Linked DNA regions of Mus musculus: regions 1, 2, 3 and 4 are each linked to region 5. A link is a contact called in public ChIA-PET, Micro-C and promoter capture Hi-C data. All regions are on one chromosome and are shown on one strand. Each heading gives the region's core, a stretch centred on a gene start, on an enhancer-like site or on the middle of the called end of the contact. The rest is flanking DNA. Distances are from core to core; before and after follow the strand shown. Region 1 overlaps Cacna1d (calcium channel, voltage-dependent, L type, alpha 1D subunit). Region 2 overlaps Cacna1d (calcium channel, voltage-dependent, L type, alpha 1D subunit). Region 3 overlaps Cacna1d (calcium channel, voltage-dependent, L type, alpha 1D subunit). Region 4 holds the start of Sfmbt1 (Scm-like with four mbt domains 1). Region 5 holds the start of Dcp1a (decapping mRNA 1A).

Evidence for each region. Promoter capture Hi-C pulls out the DNA fragments that hold promoters and counts their contacts. Hi-C and Micro-C count contacts between places; a contact is called where the count stands out from the background. ChIA-PET counts read pairs in DNA pulled down with a chosen protein or histone mark.
Region 1: a contact with region 5 is called in a promoter capture Hi-C map of liver, with 2.1 times the contacts expected there. The contact joins the enhancer-like site here to the promoter of Dcp1a in region 5. A contact is called at or near these places in 6 of 39 promoter capture datasets (the C10 cell line, embryonic stem cells, frontonasal cranial neural crest and 3 more), 3 of 115 datasets of contacts at active chromatin or transcription factors (bone marrow-derived macrophages and large pre-B cells) and 3 of 9 other capture datasets (adipose tissue, liver and pancreatic islet).
Region 2: a contact with region 5 is called in a promoter capture Hi-C map of hippocampal neurons, with 2.7 times the contacts expected there. The contact joins the enhancer-like site here to the promoter of Dcp1a in region 5. A contact is called at or near these places in 12 of 39 promoter capture datasets (the C10 cell line, embryonic stem cells, frontonasal cranial neural crest and 8 more), 3 of 115 datasets of contacts at active chromatin or transcription factors (bone marrow-derived macrophages, extraembryonic endoderm stem cells and microglia) and 3 of 9 other capture datasets (adipose tissue, liver and macrophages).
Region 3: a contact with region 5 is called in an RNA polymerase II ChIA-PET map of memory CD8 T cells, with 16 read pairs. The contact joins the enhancer-like site here to the promoter of Dcp1a in region 5. A contact is called at or near these places in 13 of 39 promoter capture datasets (the 3T3-L1 cell line, 3T3-L1-derived adipocytes, the C10 cell line and 9 more), 3 of 484 Hi-C or Micro-C datasets (bone marrow-derived macrophages, granulocyte-monocyte progenitors and macrophages), 7 of 115 datasets of contacts at active chromatin or transcription factors (bone marrow-derived dendritic cells, bone marrow-derived macrophages, embryonic stem cells and 4 more) and 3 of 9 other capture datasets (adipose tissue, liver and macrophages).
Region 4: a Micro-C map of embryonic stem cells shows a contact between it and region 5, with 2.6 times the contacts expected there. The contact joins the promoter of Sfmbt1 here to the promoter of Dcp1a in region 5. A contact is called at or near these places in 10 of 39 promoter capture datasets (the 3T3-L1 cell line, 3T3-L1-derived adipocytes, the SN4741 cell line and 7 more), 2 of 484 Hi-C or Micro-C datasets (both in embryonic stem cells), 5 of 115 datasets of contacts at active chromatin or transcription factors (bone marrow-derived macrophages, effector CD8 T cells, embryonic stem cells and 2 more) and 4 of 9 other capture datasets (adipose tissue, liver, macrophages and 1 more).

What each region holds. Positions count from the first base shown.
Region 1 is chr14:30,309,222-30,312,829 of GRCm38.p6, reverse strand. The region is part of intron 3 of Cacna1d (calcium channel, voltage-dependent, L type, alpha 1D subunit); the gene reads left to right. Among named protein-coding and RNA genes, the nearest start is that of Cacna1d, 42 kb to the left of the region's middle. Within about 2 kb of position 1,264, at least 13 of the 459 cell types and tissues checked have an H3K27ac peak or open chromatin away from gene starts, as enhancers often do. A contact at or near this core is called in liver, where this site is marked.
Region 2 is chr14:30,281,887-30,285,683 of GRCm38.p6, reverse strand. The region is part of intron 3 of Cacna1d (calcium channel, voltage-dependent, L type, alpha 1D subunit); the gene reads left to right. Among named protein-coding and RNA genes, the nearest start is that of Gm52107, 60 kb to the right of the region's middle. Within about 2 kb of position 1,508, at least 31 of the 459 cell types and tissues checked have an H3K27ac peak or open chromatin away from gene starts, as enhancers often do. A contact at or near this core is called in hippocampal neurons, where this site is marked.
Region 3 is chr14:30,247,643-30,251,176 of GRCm38.p6, reverse strand. All of the region lies in intron 3 of Cacna1d (calcium channel, voltage-dependent, L type, alpha 1D subunit), which reads left to right. Among named protein-coding and RNA genes, the nearest start is that of Gm52107, 25 kb to the right of the region's middle. Within about 2 kb of position 1,411, at least 61 of the 459 cell types and tissues checked have an H3K27ac peak or open chromatin away from gene starts, as enhancers often do. A contact at or near this core is called in the HPC-7 cell line and memory CD8 T cells, where this site is marked.
Region 4 is chr14:30,713,723-30,717,205 of GRCm38.p6, reverse strand. Sfmbt1 (Scm-like with four mbt domains 1) reads right to left here and starts at 1,591. Exons shown (of 21, transcript NM_001166532.1): 1 at 1,331-1,591.
Region 5 is chr14:30,477,579-30,481,241 of GRCm38.p6, reverse strand. It overlaps Dcp1a (decapping mRNA 1A), which reads right to left and starts at 1,677. Exons shown (of 10, transcript NM_133761.3): 1 at 1,426-1,677. The coding sequence starts at 1,620. It also overlaps a transcript of Cacna1d not described here.

The DNA of each region.
Region 1 (3,608 bases), core at 15-2,514, 170 kb after region 5:
TCAAAAGGTTGCATGCATACGCCTACACTGTGGGTGCTGTGAACTGTGTGCAGAGAGCAGGGTCCCCTTCTGTAGGATGGATTCTTTGTATAAGGCATCGGAGAACCTCCTCCCATTGATTTCACAGACATAAACTAACAAGGAAAGTACCTTCGATCCCTCAGGTCTTTGGAGTGGCCCCTAGAGAATGCTTGAGTTATTTCCAGAAGTTTTGGGGGAGGAGGTAGAGTATGTGAGCTGGCCTTGCTCACCCCTCCCCTTATCCTCCCCTCCCCTCCCCTCCCCTCCCCTCCCCTCCCCCTCCCCTCCCCTCCCTTCCCCACCCCTCCCCTCCTGTGGCTATTGCTTTCTGTAATTCAGCTGATTGCTTTTCTTTCCAAATTGCTGGCTTAAGCTTTATCTTATCCAATTTTATCTCTCCCGGCCTTGTAAATCTAGAGCGTCATTAGGGCCTGTTCTCATTCTGTCCCTTCCACTTCTCCTGCCTTCCCTCCAAGTCCCTGGGGGTACAGGGACGTGGCTTACACACCCTCTGCCTCCTGTGGGGCTCGAGGGGCAGTGGGTGAGCGTCTCACCTCTGTAGCTCACTTTTCGTAGCCTCACTCACCCTCATTGACACAGTGGGCTTTTTTAGGACCTGCTTCTAGGCTTCCTTCCCATCATGCTCAGCGCGCCTGCGTCCTTCTCACCTCCGTTCTGTACCCGGGCGCCTGCGGGTTCTCCTCCCATCCCTCTCATCTCTGTGTTCATTATCCTTCCACTCCAAGCATCTGTTCCTTCACGCCACGAACTCCAGTTGGTATAATTAAATACATAATACGTTTATTTTAATATCAGCGTGTCTCTTCATACACATATTAGTAAGAGACTTGGCTGTCAGCACAGGGCCCAACTATTTGCAAATATCTAGTTGTGCCAACTCCCTTCAGGACATTTGTTTTTCTACTCATTAATGTTTTCTCTGTCTCTTTGCCTTTGGGCCTTGGCTCAAAGTGTCTCTCTGTCCTGCATGTGTCTCTCAGTGTCCTTGTTCTTTCTCTGACACAGATCACTCAAATACGTTGGCACTTTTCCCTCTGCATGCCCTGTGTCTGGGCATGCTCATTTGAGTGTGTGTGTGTGTGTGTGTGGGGTGGGGGGTTGGAGGAACTGAAAGAGCATTCTGTCACACTCATTTAGACAAGAGCCAGTGGTGACCTCTAGGGTCATGCATCATTGTCGTTGCCCTTTCAACTTGCTGCTCTGGCAAAGTGGCACTCCTAACCTGGCACATGACACCTGAACTCTCTCACGAGTACCTTGCTGATGCAAGCAGAGCCTCTCCTGGCCTATGGGTCGGTTGCCTTCTTGAAAGGCACGGGAAGGAAACCTTCCCTTGTGCTGGGCATTTGGAGCAGAGCCACAGGATGCAGAGGGTCCTGCATTAGGACAGATTATGTGGTATTTGCCTGGCACTTCCGCTGAAAGGCAAATAAAATCTATTTTTGGCTCCGAATTCTCGCCTCTTGACCTGTGGGTGAAAACTGACCGACAGGCTCTACCTCCCGTGTAGAAGAGGCTCGCACGCAGGGCCATCAGCTACAGCTCTGCACTGATGGATCGTCTTAATGTTTCCTTCCTAGTGGGGTTAGAACATGGTGTTGCTTTTGAGGTTGCAGAGAGCAAACCAGGATTCTCCTCTTGCCAGACTGGGGTGTGAAGGAATGGCTTAAAATCCTCTTTTATTGGCCATAGAAGTCAGATGGAAGCAGGGCAGTTACATCGGAAGACCTTGACATAGTCAGGGCCACATATACCTATTCCTTTTCTGGAAAAGAGAAACTATATTTTGTTACTTTATTTTTCAACTTATTTTACCTCTTGAGATACAACCTCACTGTGTAGCTCAGAGTCTCATTCTGCATCTCAGTCTTGAACTTGTTGTGGCCACTCTCCTGCCCCAGCCTTTCAAGTGCTAGGATTACAGACATGACTTATCATGCTCTGTAAAACTACATCTTAGAAGCAGATTCCCTTCCCACCTTCCTCAAAGGTTATCAAATAGCATGGCTAGAGAGATGGCTCAGTGGTTAAGAGCACATACCTCATTTGCAGAGGACCCAAGTTGGGTTCCCAGTACCCATGTTTGGCATCTCACAACTGCCTATAATTCTAGTTCCGGGGGGATTCCAATACCCTCTTCTGGACTTTGTGAGCACCTATGCTCACATGCGCATACCTAACCCCCAGCATATACACAAATAATTAAAAACGAATAAAAATGAACTTTTAAAAAGATCAACTAGGAAGCTTGTTTCTAGAATCTTGAGTCTTAGCGCACACACAGGCGGGTCTGTATTCCTGAGCCTGCCTCACTGGCACTCCAAGGGCAGTGAGCAGCCTGCTTGGTGGGTGGCAGTGAGGCTCAGGTGGGGGAGCATGCAGTCCGTGCTCCCTGAGTCTTTGCAGCAGATAAGCCCTTTGATAAGGCCTGCCTTGAAGGCCTCCTCGAGGGTCCTCGGCTCTTATTTGTTGGTGTTGCTTTTTGCTTTTGCTGGACCTACGACGACATGTGCAGAGCATGCTTCTGGAGCCTCCGGGCTTGTAACTCTTTTGTTTTTCGGAAACTTTTGAGAGGACTCATGACTCGGAAAAAGGACAGAAAAGGTTTGGATTTCCCCTTTTTTTTCCTTTATTTGCAAAAGATTTGAAGGCTTAAGTCATATACTTAATAATAGAGGGGGGTTAAGAGTCAAAGAGTTCTCTCTTGCTCTGGTCATTTTTTAGAGCTGAACTTGGCATGGCTTGAAGCAAATTCGTGTCTTCCTGACCATTTTTTTTTTTTTAATTGAGAAAGTAGATTCTATCTCTAATGAAATAATTACAAACAGTCCTGTTAACATGTGGTAGTGATTTTTCACAGAGGCTTGTTGAAATGCATGGGAGCTACCGGTTTAAGAGACATAAGCACGGGGCCATCCATGTATTCTAGATGCTTATCTCCAGACCAGAAGGTCCAAAGGACATGAGACATGTGACACTTGGGAGACATTAGCCCCCAGCCCCAGCCTTATTCTGATATACCCTAAGAGCTAAGGATGGCGTTAGTATAGTTTTAAACCTTTGAGCAAAGATCCAGAGAAGAATAATATAGTGACTTGTAAAAATGTCACATTTCCATGTCTCCAAGTTGTTTTCCTGGGACATAGCCCCACTCCCTCATTTATATAGTGTGCATGGCTTCTGTCCTTCAGAAGTGGTGGAACACAGAGCCTCCAATGTAGGAGCTAGAAAAAGTACCCAAGAGCTGAAGGGGTCTGCAACCCTATAGGTGGAACAACATTATGAACTAATCAGTACCCCCAGAGCTCCTGTCTCTAGCTGCATATGTAGCAGAAGATGGCCTAGTTGGCCATCAGTGAGAAGAGAGGCCCCTTGGTCTAGCAAACTTTATAAGCCCCAGTACAGGGGAAAGCCAGGGCCAAGAAGTGGGAATGAGTGGGTAGGGGAGCAGGGCTGGGGGAGGGTATAGCAGACTTTTGGGATAGCATTTGTAATGTAAATAAAGAAAATACCTAATAAAAAAAAAGTGGTGGAACCAAGTAGCTGTGTAAAATATTTACCATCTG
Region 2 (3,797 bases), core at 259-2,758, 200 kb after region 5:
TAAGGGACGCCACCGCTGTCTTCCGATGCTATCTATGGTTTGTCCATGTCTTATGCCGACAGGTAATTGAGCTCTTTGACTTTTCTTCTGTGGGCCGTCTCTGCTCAGTCTTATGATGCCTTTTGTGTCTGTTCTCCAGGCTGAAAGCTGGGAAGTGAGCTGTCCCAGAGTGGGAAATCTCAAGGCCACTGGCGCTGCTGTTTAGGGTCAGATCCCGAGCAGACAGTTGAGTGGGAACGATGGTACTTGGTTGTATAACCCTCCTGAGTTCCTCTCTGCAGGCGCTCTGATAATTTCCTATTTCCTCAAGCCCTTTCCCACCAACCTTTAGATAGAAAGTCAGAGCATGTAATTCTCTACTGGGATGGATTATTTTCTTTGTCTGTGTCCAGGATCAGGCAGTAAATAGCTAGGAAAAAAAAAAAAAAAAAAGCAATGGGATTTCACCCTGTGCCTTGGAGATGGTAGCTCTCCTTGGGAGATGCATTCTCTTGGAGTTTGGTGTCCACCCAGCTGATTGGCCCTGCTCTTTGGCCCTGCAGGTCCTGACTGGGTCTGGGTGGGAATGATCAAAAAAATCAAGGCTCTTGTGAGACCCCTGACTGTGGAGGTTTTTGGTTTTGTTTTGCTCCTTGGTCTAGGAAGCAAGGAGCTTTTCTTTTCTTTCTCTCTCTCTCTCTCTCTCTCTCTCTCTCTCTCTCTCTCTCTCTCTGTCTCTCTCTCTGTCTCTCTCTCTGTCTCTCTCTCTCTCTCTTTAATTTTGTCTATACACACTGCATGTTTTCGAGTGCCAGGCTGCCTTTGAATCTGCACTGGGTGATACCCGGAGACCAGGGTGAAAGAGGAGAATTGGGCACTATTCTGAAGGTATTCTGAGTTTGTTTCCATTCCCCAGTCTCCGTGTTCCCATTTACATTTCACAGTCCTTAGATGCCCTCTGTTTTCTGCCCAGCGTTTCATTGGCATGGACTGGGCCAAGGGTGGGGGTTCTTATCCGCTCTTGCCTGCAGCTGCAGCCCTCACATTAGAGTTAACACTGTTGTCTGTAACATAAACCCTGTGTGGGTGGGGATGGCTCACTAAGCTTGTTTCTGTGGATTTCTAGGATGCATTTCTAACGTGCACCACGACATGGTCAAATGCTGCTTGAGTTGAGATAAGCTTCCCTCCGATTTAACTCGGAGGATGGCACTCTGGAAAGGGCCAAAGAGCGACCGAGTTAGCCTGCGTGTGAGGCTGTTGGGGGTGAGAAGCAGCCATATGCATCGATAACTGGCAGGATGGTTGTGTCCCAGTCAGACCTGGTGACTGGTGCTGAAGCGTTGTTTTCGTAAACCTTACATATGCTTCCTTCTTCTCAGAGCCCTGCCTCCTCCTTCATGTCTTTTGCTAAGCTATCCCTCTCAACACCACCACATGGGAACCAGACCTTGGTGTATGTTGTGGTGGGACGAGCAGAGCACCAGGTGCGGACAGGAAGTTTTGGAAAAGGTAGCGTGCCTCGTCTTCAAGTGTTGTGAGCAGCACAGAACAGTCTGGGGCTGGGACCATCTGTGGCGGCTGTTGACTGAGAGCCGGGAGCTATAAAGGGAAATAAACATTCGACTTCCTTCTGAGCTTCAGTTTTTCACAGTATATCCCTAGATTATGCTTTGCTTATTTTAGAGTTAGCTCCTTAAACTAATGCTGCCCTCCTCCCCTCCTTCCTTCCCTTCCTCTCCCCTCTCCTCTCCTCCCTTGCCCTTCTCTCCCTTCCCCCCTTCCCTCCCTCTTTTCTCCTCCCCCTCCTCTTGTTTATTTATGTTTTTGAGACAGGATCGTGCTGTGTAGCTCAGGCTAGCCCCACACTCCCACTTTAATGGCTCGTGCTCAAAATTTGGTTTTCTTCACATTTTATGCTTTTATGTGCTTCTTCCTCTCAAGAAAGGCAGACTCCATCCGCGAGGCCACCTTAGTGCTGACATTGTGGTGTGTGCCACCAATACCCGGCTGAAGTCACTACAGTTTTGTTGGCATTTTTCTTTTCATGACATCAGTGACAAAATTAGGAAAGTGGAGGCCTTGATGAAGTACTTCGTGTTCCTGGTTTGTAATGTTTGGCTATAGTAAAGTATTTTTTTTTAACACTTATTATGAAAACATTTTTCGTTTGCTTTTGTTTATTCTACAGCTTAAAAAAAATCTCCTTTACATGCTCATCTTGATTATGTGTTTTTTTTTTTTAATTTTGTTTATATTTTGGTGTATGGATGTTCGTCTGTATGCATGAATGTATACCACATGCATGTTTGGTGCCTTTGAAGGTTGGAAGAGGGTACTGGGTCTCCTAGGATTGGAGTTAGATGTGATTGTGAACCAATTGTGGGTTCTGGGAAATGAATCTGGGTCCTCTGTAAGAACAGTGCTCTTAACCACTTAGCTGAGGTCTCCCTCCAGCCCCTTATTATTTATTTTTAAAAATTTTTGATGAGAAAAGGAAAATATAAACAGTCATTTAAGAAAGGAATGAGGCTATAGTTTGTGCCTCTCTTTAGTTTTTGTAGAAAGCAGCACTCCCATTGGGCCTCAGTGATCAGACACAGTCTACCTTTATGGTGCATAGAGTTCATCCTCCTTAAATAGTCTCGGCCATCGACCCCTTTCCTAAAGGTGGTTTAAGATGAGCATGAAGACTGGAATGGTCACAGATGCTCAGGGGTGCTTTGAGCACTTAGTGTGTGGGGTTTGTCGTTCTGGGTTCCCCTAGCCCTGCTTCACATAGATCCCATGCTGAGAAGCGGAGGGCTGGGCAAACACTGTGGCTCTCCCGTGTGAGCCCAACAGGGAGCCTCACAGTGAGCCCTGTGAGGACAGATTCACGCTTTCTCTTGTGGAGCTCTAAATGCACAAACCTTTAAACCAACTGGGAATTTGTCTTTACCCATTTGTTTCCAAAACATAACCTGAATTACCTGAGCCAAGCTAACAATGTACTGAGAGACAGTTTGTATTCTGCCCTTTTCAGGGGTGGTAAAAACTCAGAGAGAAGGCACGGAGGCTCTTGGCTTGCAATTGAACTTGGGTGCAGGCAATCTTTGAGTTGATAGTGAAGTTGATACTTCTGAAGGTAATTAACTCGAGAGACAGTTAAGTTGTGAACTCACACTGGCTATGGACTAAAGCTTTTCCCACTATGTGTCTCTCTAGTCCCACAGCAGGGGCACTAGCCAGAATGGTACACTTATGTTTGAAACATTGTAGTCTTTAAGTTTGAATTAAAGCAATGCCTTCCATTTGAGCATGTTTGTATACAAGTATCATTAGACTCTGTTCTTACTCATCTCCTTTCCTATTGGCCACCTCACTCCCTCCCATACCTTGCTGGCACTCTTCCTCTGTGTGTACAGTCCATCCTGCCTTCTGCTCTCCTGACACATAGATTTCATCACCCCATTTCCCTTTCTGTCTTCCCTGTGATGTCTTCTTCCCCTCTCCTGCCACTTTTTATTTTAATGCCCCCGCACCATAAATTTACATCTATGTTCTGCATATGAATGCTCAATATTTACCTTTTGAGTTTGAGTTCTTTTCCTTAATTTGATCTTCAGGTCTGCTGATTTCCTTACAAATGTCATAATTTAATCTTTCTTTATGTCTAAAACAATTCCATAGTGTATCACATTTCCCTTATACGTTCATCTGTTGATGGGCATCTGGGCTGGCTCTGTATCTTTGCTGTTGTGAACAGAAGAGTAATAGACATGGATATGTGTGTGTCTCTGTGGTGTGCTGACTTAGACGCCTGCAAGTATGTACGT
Region 3 (3,534 bases), core at 162-2,661, 230 kb after region 5:
GTGCCTATGCAAATAGTATGCAAACAATATGTAAATGTATGTAAATACAAAGGAACCTCACCCATGGGTGTGAAGTCATACCAATGACACCACTTAAATAATAGCTGCAGGCATGTAATTGTGTTATTTTAAAGCATTTGAAGCAACGTGACTAGTCCCATAGTCAGCTGCTTCATTTCAGGAATCAAGACAAAGTTGTTCCTATGCTCAGGGCTTACTGAAGCCCAGCTCACAGGGAGAAGTCAGATGCAGGTTTCTCAGGCAATACTTGTTCAGTTGGTTGATCTGGTCACCTCAGCACGTGCTTGCTGAGCACCGTCTCTGCAGGAGCCTAGTCTGGTGCTAGGTATATTCAGTGGATGGGCCACACATGGATTCTACCAGGGCAGGCTCATGCACAGGTGTTCCGTTCCTCTCCCTGGGGAAGTGCCCACAGTGAGGAATGAGCAGGGTAAGGATAAGGTGGGTGCCAGGGAGAGCCTGTGGTAAGAGTGAGGGTCAGCAGAGGTCAGGAGGAGCCAAGAGATGTCCAGGGAACACATCTTTGAATTAGGAGGGACAGAAGGAAGTGTGTGTGTGTGGGGGGGGAGGGGGGTGTCTGGGAAAATAAGGAGGAACTAAGATGGGAATGGAGTGGCACCTGGCAGAGCAGATGTAATGACAGACTACAGAAAGAGTTCTGATCAGTTACCAGTGAACCAGTAATTTCACTGTGGTTACTTACAGGAGTGCGGGCAGCTTCTGGGGTAGCTATAGGAAGAGCCTCACCCTTGTAGCTATTTACACTTACCTAGCTTGAGGGGGAGTTTCACCCAGTGCCTCCTGTGCCATCCTCACAAGGAAATGGCAGTGGCTCCAGTCTTAGGGAGGTGTGGGGGTGGTCAGCTGCACCCTCGCTGGTTTCAAGACCACCACGGCCATGCCATGCCTGGAGGACAAGATTCCATAACATGTGATATTAGCTGACTGGAGAGAGCATCTGCCTTATGAGGGAGATAAAGTCTGTGAAGGGACAGAAGCAAGGAGGTTAAGGCTCTGGAAAGAGTTTTCTGGGTAGGGAGAGAGGCATCGGTCTTGGAGCTGGAGCTGGACAGCCAGCAGCGCTGCTCTTTCCATTCGAGAGCGCAGTGGCCTCCTTGAGCCCTTTTCCTTAGGCCATAGCTCTCCACACTTGTGTGTATGTAGCAGCCGTTTCGTGGGTGTTGTGGGTATCCCAGTTTTTTTCTTCTGGTCAAGACATGGAGACTTCTAATCTGATCATGAAGTCCCCCGAGGCGTGTTGATTGCCTTCCTGTCATCCTTCTCCCTCTTTATGCAGATTTGAAAATCAGATCACCTTGAAGCTCTTGGTTGGTCAGAAATTGTGCACAGCAGGCACCACTTCCTCCCTCCCTCCCAGCCTCAGGGGCCTCTTGTTTCCTCTTGGTAGGTTTCCTGTGTTCTCTGCAGGTTGACTGTCTAGTTTAGTGGTTAGTTGCTTAGCTCTTTAAATGGCATGTTAGTTAATCCAGCATTAGAGACAGTTTTCTAATGGGAGGGGGTGACCTTTTTAGTTTGAGTCTATGTTCAGGTGGGCAGTGGGGTCTGTGATAGCCAGCTTACCCACTGGAGAATGCAGATGTGTGTCACAAGAAGACCCCCAGTGAGAGGCAGTGAGAGGGTTTCAGGGCAGATAGCAAGAGTATTTCCACTTGGAAGACAATGATTGACACTGGAGGCCAGTGAGAACTGTAGCACTCTGACCCACAATCTAGGCTCATGTCTGAGGCCTGGGTGTGTGAAGGAGCAAACGGAGTTACCTCATGTCCTCACGTTCCTGCTCTCCCCACACACCATTCTGTGTCCAGGTTTGTGTCCCCTGGTGACCACTGGCTCAGGCCAGAACCATGTATCCATGGGTCCCCACCCCTCCCCTCATTCACCCATTCCATCATGACTTGAGTCTTTTCCCATGCCAACCAACTTGACTGTTCCTCCCCAGAGCACAGCTAATGCTATAGTGGAGAGATGGGTTCAGGGTAAGATTTCAGGAAAAAAAAAATGTCTTCTGGCTTCTTCTTTTAAAGAGTCGAGCCTAATGCTCAGGAGGATGAGGAAACTTGGTGACATGTGTCCAGAGGTGATTGAAACAGATGGGCTGGGCAGATGGGGGTGCTGCAGTGTGCATAGTGAATGTGTTACTAAACGGGGGCATCTGTTGTCAACAACTCAGGCTGGTGTCGGCATAGACTCCTCCATCTCCTGGGGTGTCTTCCCACATATGGAGTTGATTCAGCCTAAAAGGAGCAAGGTTTAGTCACTTGCTGCTTTAAACCCTAGGAAGAGATGGAAGTCACCTTGATACCCATGAACTTGATTAGCGGTGCATACACCACAAACATTGTCCTCATGTGGCCCCCCAGTGAGCTTTCCAGGGCCTTCCATCTGTCAGATCTTGTCTGGGCATTGGAAATATAAACAATCTCGGTGAAGATCAACAAAAATAATTATGCCTGTTTCAAGCTTTTGTTCATTAGGGAGAGGGATAAACCATAAACAAAATCACTATATCACCAGATCTGCTGCTGTCTGGTGACTGATGTGGAAAGGGGGGGGGGGGGACGGACATGGTGTAGTCAAGAGAGCAGAACTCTGAGGAGAGCCATCACTAGAGATCACCAGCACCTTGAAATAGAAGGATCTGTGGGACTCCTGAGACCAGCTCTGCCTTATTCAGCCTGCTGTCTTGCCGAGAGGAGTCTCCACTGCATGTGTCTTTGTGGTTCTCTTGTTTTGAGCTCGTCATTGCTTCCTGAAAGCCTGCTAAGAGCTCCTGCCCCTCGTCCTGGAGGCCCCTAGCTCAGTGCGTCTGAGGCTCGAAGGGAAGCTGTAACTCAGGGACCGTGGTGCTTTCTGTGATCAAAGTTGAAATTACTTTTCCTTAGCATAGCCATTTTCTGGCAGTTTGACACGCGTCACTTCCTGCTAGGTCTGTAGAGGGACACTGAGCTGTGTTCTTTATGGGAGCAGGGGGAGGTGGTATCAGTGGGACTCTCATTTGAAAATGAAAGATGCTTGTTGGCTTGAATAAGGAAAGCCAGTTTTTGCTATTACACATGGCCAGTATATAATTAATAAGTAATAAAGTTTACCTTAGACATTAGTATTTGCTTTTGGATTAATTTCTGTTGACAAGTCATTGGGAAAGCCTGTGCTGTTGAGCATAGGTTCTGACGTCCTTTCCATGGGTCCTGGCTTGCCCCTACTTTTCTACCAACCTAGAAGAAAGGCTTGCTTCCAAAGGGCTGCCTGCCTTGTCAAGCCCTGGGCTACCTGGGTGAGAGAATGAATGTTTCTTACTCAATAAAGACAGGCAGAGAGGGCCAGGCTGGCCCGGGGTTGACAGATCTGGTCTTGGTCCAGTTCTGTGACTGTCCAAGTCATCTGGAAAGACCTGTCTTGGACTCTGAGATAACTAAGCTCTGTGCCATTTGAGTTTTCTTTAGGGCACATACAGATCATCTGGTTAGAGAAGTAAGTTTTAGGTGGCTAAAT
Region 4 (3,483 bases), core at 342-2,841, 240 kb before region 5:
CTCTGACTCTACCTGTGGCCTAAGAGAGTTCATTTGCTGCGAGTTAACAGGCCCCAATGTGTACTTACGAAAACACGTTCCTCCTCCTCCACCCCATCTAGACAGCTGACACAACAGTTACACGCTCAAAGCATTCATTTTGCTTCAGATGAAATAAAGTATGACATCTTAAAAATCGCGGTTCAGGAGAGGCCATACGCAGATAATGACTAATTCCATGTTACTTCCTTCAGATCTTTTTGATGAATACAGCAATCACAAGACACACACCACTTGGGGCCAGTAACTGCTGTGAGTGACCCGCGGGGAAGAGCGCCCACCAAGTTAAAAAAAAAAAAAAAGCCCTACAGGACGCGTCCCACCCCACTGCACCGCAAGCTCTAAAGATGACCTGGCTTTGACAGCTTAGTTTGAGACCCCACGCGAACAGCTGGCATCTCGGGGGGGAAACTTAACACGACGTCTATCCTTTCCGCGGGAATTTATCCCGAGTCTCACAAGGCTTTTCTGCTCCGCAAAGAGCAGGCCTTGCTTCCCAGGACACAGGGCTCGCCCCTCCAGCGTCTTTACAGCGAACAAAACAAGACTTGGGAACAGAAAACGAAACGGTCACGGACCTGCCGAGCGGCCTCAGGACGCTCCCCAGATCCGCGCAGGGGGTCGGGCGGCGGTGCCTCCCCAGGCGAAGCGCCTGAGAGGCCGGAGCCACCGGTTGCGGTGGAGGCTCAGACTCGGCCACCGCGCTTGCTGTCGCCGCCGCCGCTGCTGCTGCTGCCGCTGCCGCCGCCGCCTAGGCCCTGAGAAGTTGAGCGGCCGCGCGGGCTGCGGGTTCGCGCCCCGCCCGGAGCGAGCCCGGGGGGGCGGGTCCGCGGGGGCTCGGCGGGAGGCCGCTCGATGGGGGCAGGGGACCGGAGCCTGCAAGTTGGGAGCCCGCTACCGCCACCCGGCCACTTTGGCCTCTCGCGCCCAGCTGGGCTGACGCGCGCCGCTCGCCCGTTCTCCCTCTCTCTCTCTCTCTCCCGGCGCCGCCGGCCTCCGCCGCGTCCGCGAGGTGCCCGGGCGCGTCCCCGCAGCCCCCGCCGGCCGACGCGCCGAGCCTCGGGACCGCGCCAGGCCGCGCGCGCGGGCGCCGCGTCCCCCCACCCACTCCAGTCGTCCCCCCCGCCCAACGCGCCGCCGCCGCCCGTTGGCGCCTCAGATCGCGCGCTCGCTGCCCGCTGGCTCCCGGCGCTTCCCGCTGGCAAAGTTGCTGGGCCTCTTTGGGAGGGCGCCGCACCACCCCTCAGGCCGCCGCGCGGGAAGGCCCAGCCGGCCGCCCCGCTTTTTTTACCTGACGGGAGTTTTCGCGCGCGCGCTTGCTCGCTCTCCCCGCTCGCTCGCACGCCCGCCCGCTCGCTCGGTTTTCTTTCTTTCCTTCTTGGCGCTCGCCCGCGCGGGGCGCCTTTTCCGCTCGCGCTGCTCGCGCCCTCCTTCCTGCTGAGCCCGGCAGAGCGGGGCGGCCGGCAGCTCTCCCCGCCCCCCTGCACCCGCGCTCCGGCGGAGGCGGCGGCGGCGGCGCTCCGCGCTCCGACTCATTCCAATATGGCACGGACGCAAGGCGCATGCGCCCGCGGCCCCCCCACTCCCTCCCCCAGCTCCGCGGTCCTCCCTCCCGGCAACCCGCGCCCCTCGCTTCGCGCGCGTGGCACTCCCGACCCGGCCTCCCCAAGCCCACCGGCTCGCGGAGCTGGAGCTGCACGGGAGACGACGCGTCCGCGGGCCCGGGTCCATAACCCGCCGCTTTGCTCGCGTCCCCCTGTCCGCACCTCGCCGAAAGACACCCGCGAGGCCGTGGCGCTGGGCGTCGCGGCGTGAGCCTCTGATCCCCGACGGCGCCATGGACGGAGAACGGCTTGGAGACGGCGTCCTCGGGCTCCGGAGGCGCGTCCTGGCCTTGCTTGGGATTCTGGAAAGAAAGACCTCACCTCGGGCTTCTGGACAGAGCGGCTCGGGACCCCGCGAAGTCCCTGATCCATCCGTCCCTGGCGAAGCGCGCCACTGTAGCCCGCACGTGACCACCTCGAGCAAGATGGTATTAGCAGAGAGGCAGCAGTTCTGCAGGTCCCCAAGGGGCGCATACCGTGGCCGAGGGAGCTGCGCCCGCCCGCCGGACCACGTCGGGAATCCTACACGTTCTTTGAGATCTAGCAGGGCACTCTAGTGCTCGTCTACCGAGTCCGACTCGAACGCCTCTACGTACCTCATGTCCAGGCTCAGTAAATGAGTTGTCCTGCCGCAAAGGGGCACAGGTTGACCTAAGAGCTTCAGGAGAAGCTCAAAAATGCTGTGAATCAGCCTCGAATCGGAAGGTGCCCACAGGCAGTTACGTTCGGCTACTCAACCCTTCTTCAGCGAGCACAGGTGTCAATAGGAAGCACACCCACCTGCTCCAGAAAGTTCCCTCAGAAGAAAATCCCAGCGCCTGTGGGATCCCGGAGTGCCAATGAGACCAGACTCTCCAGCCTAAGATGGCCTCAGTCAGGGGCTCCTACTCAAGGAAGACTCCTTTCTTTTAGAGAAGAGGAGGCGAGACACACACACACACACACACACACACACACACACACACACACACACACACGAAGGTCTTGGGATGCTCCCATTAGCATCTTTCTCATGTTTTTGGGCAACCTTGGGAAATATGCACATTACAAACGCCAGATGATTTTTTTCTTTTTGTAAGTGTAAGCACCATTGAAAAGACAAAGTAACAAGAAAAAAAAATAAAGAAGAATATAAAAGGATATTCAATTATTGCTACACAATTTGAGCTCCCACCCACCCCCTCCCAACACCCCCCCCGCCCCGGCCAAAAACAAAAAACAAACAAACAAACAAACAAAAAAACCCTTCTTCATAGATACATGCTTGCAAGCACACATTTTCATTTATTTGCTACTATGACTAACATTTTTTGTTTGCATGGTCGTTTTTAAGGTATATAGTTCCTGCTTGTGTATTTTATTACATTGCAGTTGTCTGCTAACACATCCATGCGGTCCACAGATGAGCTGAGTTTCTAGGAATGGGAAAGTTTTTAGGTAGAAAGCTGTGAATGGCCCTCTCTTGCCCCAGTTCTTTCACCAGCAAGGAAGAGTGTAAGGAATTGAATGCACATTCCTAAACACTGAGGGACAACTTTTCTCCCCTACATTGAATGATGCCTAGTTTAAGGTGACCTTATTTGGCACTTCTTGGATGACTAAACATTCAAAATTTCCCCATTTGCTATCTGTATTTCCCCTTCTGTACATAACCTGTTGTTCATATCTATTGTCTCGAGTTGAATCTCTTCTAACTTAAAAAAAAAAAGTTTTTTTTTTCTTTTAAGGATCTTTCACTTTTGTTATTGAAGGGAATGTTGCCCCTGTCTGATGTTCTTTTTTGCTTTAGTTTACAGTTCATCTGTCATTCTAGTCCTCTGGGTGTTGGTTGTTTGTTTAC
Region 5 (3,663 bases), core at 428-2,927:
AAATGCTCGTAGCTACTACTGAGCCACTTCTCCAGCCCCAGTTTTATCTTTGTAAACACAAAAACCTTTCAATTAGGTATCTTAATATTTACAGTCAAGGTATTGTGTACTGCAACTTAAAAAAAGAAAAACCAAACCAAAATAAAAAAACAAAACAAACTTAAGCAGTCTATGGAAGTTTATAGAAAAAGAATAGAACTTTCTTCAACCCTGATACCAGGGTTGAACTCAGAGCCTGGGGCTCATGATGCACAGCTGTGCACCATTGAGCTAAATCCCTACCCTTGGGAAATTTTCTTATAAGATCCTTTGTTTCATTTCTGGAGGATTTAGGAATATTTTCACAAGTTACACATTTTGCGGTTACCAAACACAATTTATTATTTTCAGAACTTTGTTAAGAATCATGGATAGAAACCATTCTCTGCCTTAGGCAAATTTGGTAGGGTTTTAAAATAAACAACTGAAAATGTGACTAAGAAATTGTAACTCGGGGTGGGTATATAGCCCAGTGGTAGAGGAACAGTGCCTGCCTGCTATCAGGGGGTCTTGGGTTTGAGTTCCTGTACTACAAGAAATAAACAAGAAAATCGAACATTAGTATTCTTTCTTTTGCTGCAACAGCGTTAACTCGGGTTTTCAGCGCAGGTGTTGAGCTTTAATGTTCTAAAACCGAACCTCTGTATAGCCCAATGAGTGAATGAGGAAAAACGGAGCACAAGAAAAGGGGCCGTGTACACAGGTGCTTCGAGTTGAGGTTAACTAGAATCTGCGAGTAGACAAAGTAACTTCTGCAACTCTATGCCACTCACACAATCCCAAAAGAAGGGAGCCATCAAAGGTCCTAGCACTGGTCTCTTTTTCTTGCAAACGTCTCCAAGGAATCCAGTTCTTACTGAAGTAGCCTTGAAAATTTTCCTCAAATTCCAGAGATACAGAGTAGTTCGACTAAAGCTGGTCTAACTCCTGAAGCTGATTTTTAAAGCTTCAAATCCAAACCATCACATTTAGGTCGGCAGGGAAAGAGGAGCGGACTCTTCCATCAAGTACATGTATCTAAGAGTCCTCAAAGTCTTCAAACACAGGCTTTCACTCACTTGTTAAAATTAACTTGTCTCATATTTTACCAATGCAACCTCAAGCCCCGAGAACCGACCCAAAAAGACTGATCCTGCCTCGTTTCTCTCCTCCATCCGATTTCCCTGCTCTGTCTCTGGTCTACTCCTTCCGCTACATTCTTTCAATTCCGCGTGCCCCGGTCACCTCTTTGGCTCCGGACCCGGTTTTGGGAGAGGTCCCGGCCTCGCCTTTGCGGTCCTGGGCTCCTGCTTCTCTCCCCCACCCCCAATCCTCAGCTGTCTGCGCGGTCCCTTTAAGAGGCGGCAGCGGCCAGGCTGGCCTTGTCCCCGGCCGGGCCTCACTCACCCACTGGTTGGCTTTGGGGCAGAAAGTGTACAGGGCGACCTGGCCCGTGAGGTCTGCGATGCTGGTGATATAGGGGTCGTGTTGTTTCAAGGCCGCCAGACTCATCTCTTGCTCAGCTCGACTCAACAACTCCATCTTGGATCTCAGAGCCGAGCCCCTCCGGCGGGGGCGGACTGTGGAACAGGAAAGTGCCATCCAGGCAAAGTTCCCCCAGCTCAGTCAGCCCTCCACTTCCGCCTACCGGCCCAGCCTTGCCGAGCGTGGTACTTCAGCTAATCTCATCCGCTGCTCCTGTGCGCCAGGAGCCCTGGTTCCGATTTTCTTCGGGCCGCGTCTGCCGGAAGAGACAGGCCCCCGCGCCTGCGCGGTGGAGCCGTGAGCTGATAGTCCGGAGACCTCTCTCACCTGGCGGGGTGTGAACCGGTTCCCTGAATGAACCTGACTCCTGCCGGGGAGGCTGCACCCCAGCGCAGTCCCTAACTCGGGTTCCGGCGCAGAATCGAAATGCTTGCTGCTGAGGACATGAGGTCTCCACGTACCATTTAGAAAACTCAGACCTGGCTGGAGAGATGGCTCAGCGTTTAAGAGCACTGACTGCTCTTCCGAAAGGTCCTGAGTTCAAATCCCAGCAACCACATGGTGGCTCACAACCATCTGTACAGCTACAGTGTACTCATATACATAAAATAAATAAATCTTTAAAAAAAGAAAAAAGAAAACTCAGTCCAAATGAGGAAGGGGAGCTGTCCGTCACTTCTGACCTCAGAGTGCACCTTCACTCTTAACAGTTTGGTAACTTTTGAAAGAAATGTTTCAAAGCAGCCAAACTAGCCTGCCTGGAACTACAATAGACTTGGCCTACCCTCTTTTGCTCGTCTTTTTCCTCATCTGGGTCCCAGATAAATATTTCTATTGTTCTATAGAGACGTCTATTATTTAAAATAGTAAGTAGATCTCTTTTAAAAAGAAAACATTTATTGGGCATTTTAAGGGATCAGGAAGTACTAAGAGGTAAAGCAAAGTGCTCAGGCTGTTTTCATTGAGTTGCTTTAAAAACCATCGTTTCTCTTTATTGAAGACATCTCAGCACAAATGAACATTTTTGAAAGGATAAACTTTACATTTTCTCAAAGTACCCCCACATATTTGTGTTGCTTGTGGTTTTACATACTAATGGAAGGGCAAACTTTACATTCTTGACAGAACCGCGTGTGAAGCAACTACAAAAGCTGGAACAGCCGCCTATCGGTTATTCACCCTTCACTTCTGTACACACTCACTGATCTTATTGAGTGGTTGCCAGCTCCGAGCTTCCAACTCTTTTGGCTCTAGGAGAAACTAAACGCAAGCAAACAGCCCCATGATAGATGTCTCTCTTTGAATTCCAGAGGGTGGCGTCCTTATTGCCATCTGAGCCAGGAAAGGTAGTGAAGGAACCTCACTACCAGTTCCAGCATGGCAGGCAAGGTTCTGGCAGACCTTGCTCTTCTCCCCTTTTCCCTCTGCCTTGCTAAAAACTGTTAGATTTTATTCCTAACACTAGCCACCAAGGTCTAGTCCCTAATTTAGCCACTTCTTTCTCCTGAGGCCGACTACCAAAGTCCAGCTATAAAAGTATTGAAGTCCAGCAATCAAAAGCCCCCTTTAGTTCACCTAATTAATGTGCCCAATTAAAATTAAACACATCCTACTGTGGGGTTTCCCCTTTTACCTTTATTAACTGCCGTTTGCCTGTGGGCCACTTCTGCCTCGACATCCAGAGGCAGTCCTTTATTCCCTCCTCCCCAAATATCTCTCATTCCCTTCCTCCCCTCCTCTTTGTTTCCTTCCCCTTCGTCCTCTTCCCCTCTCTCCTGTCTTTGTTCATTATCCATGCTCTCTGTCCCTCTGGGGCACATTCATCTCTGTGCTAAGAACATGATGGCCTTGGGGTGTCTCGAGCCGACTTCTGAGGTTGGCTTCGGGTAGGCAGGCTTCAAGGAGTTGCTGAGGTCTGAACTGGTGCTTTGGATGAGTAGGTGTTCCTCGGGAAAGTAAAGCAAGGGCTGAGATTTGCATCGTGACTCGGTGGTGAGGTGGGAACCTAGCATTTAACTGATGCTTTAATTCAGCCCGGAGGGGAAGAGGTGAGTGGCTCACAGTTCCACACTAGTCAGTCGTATTCTGGTATTAGAGTCTCTGGGATCTTTTGCTTCACATCCAGGCTACCTTTTACCCAGTGGTAGAGGGTAGGAGCCC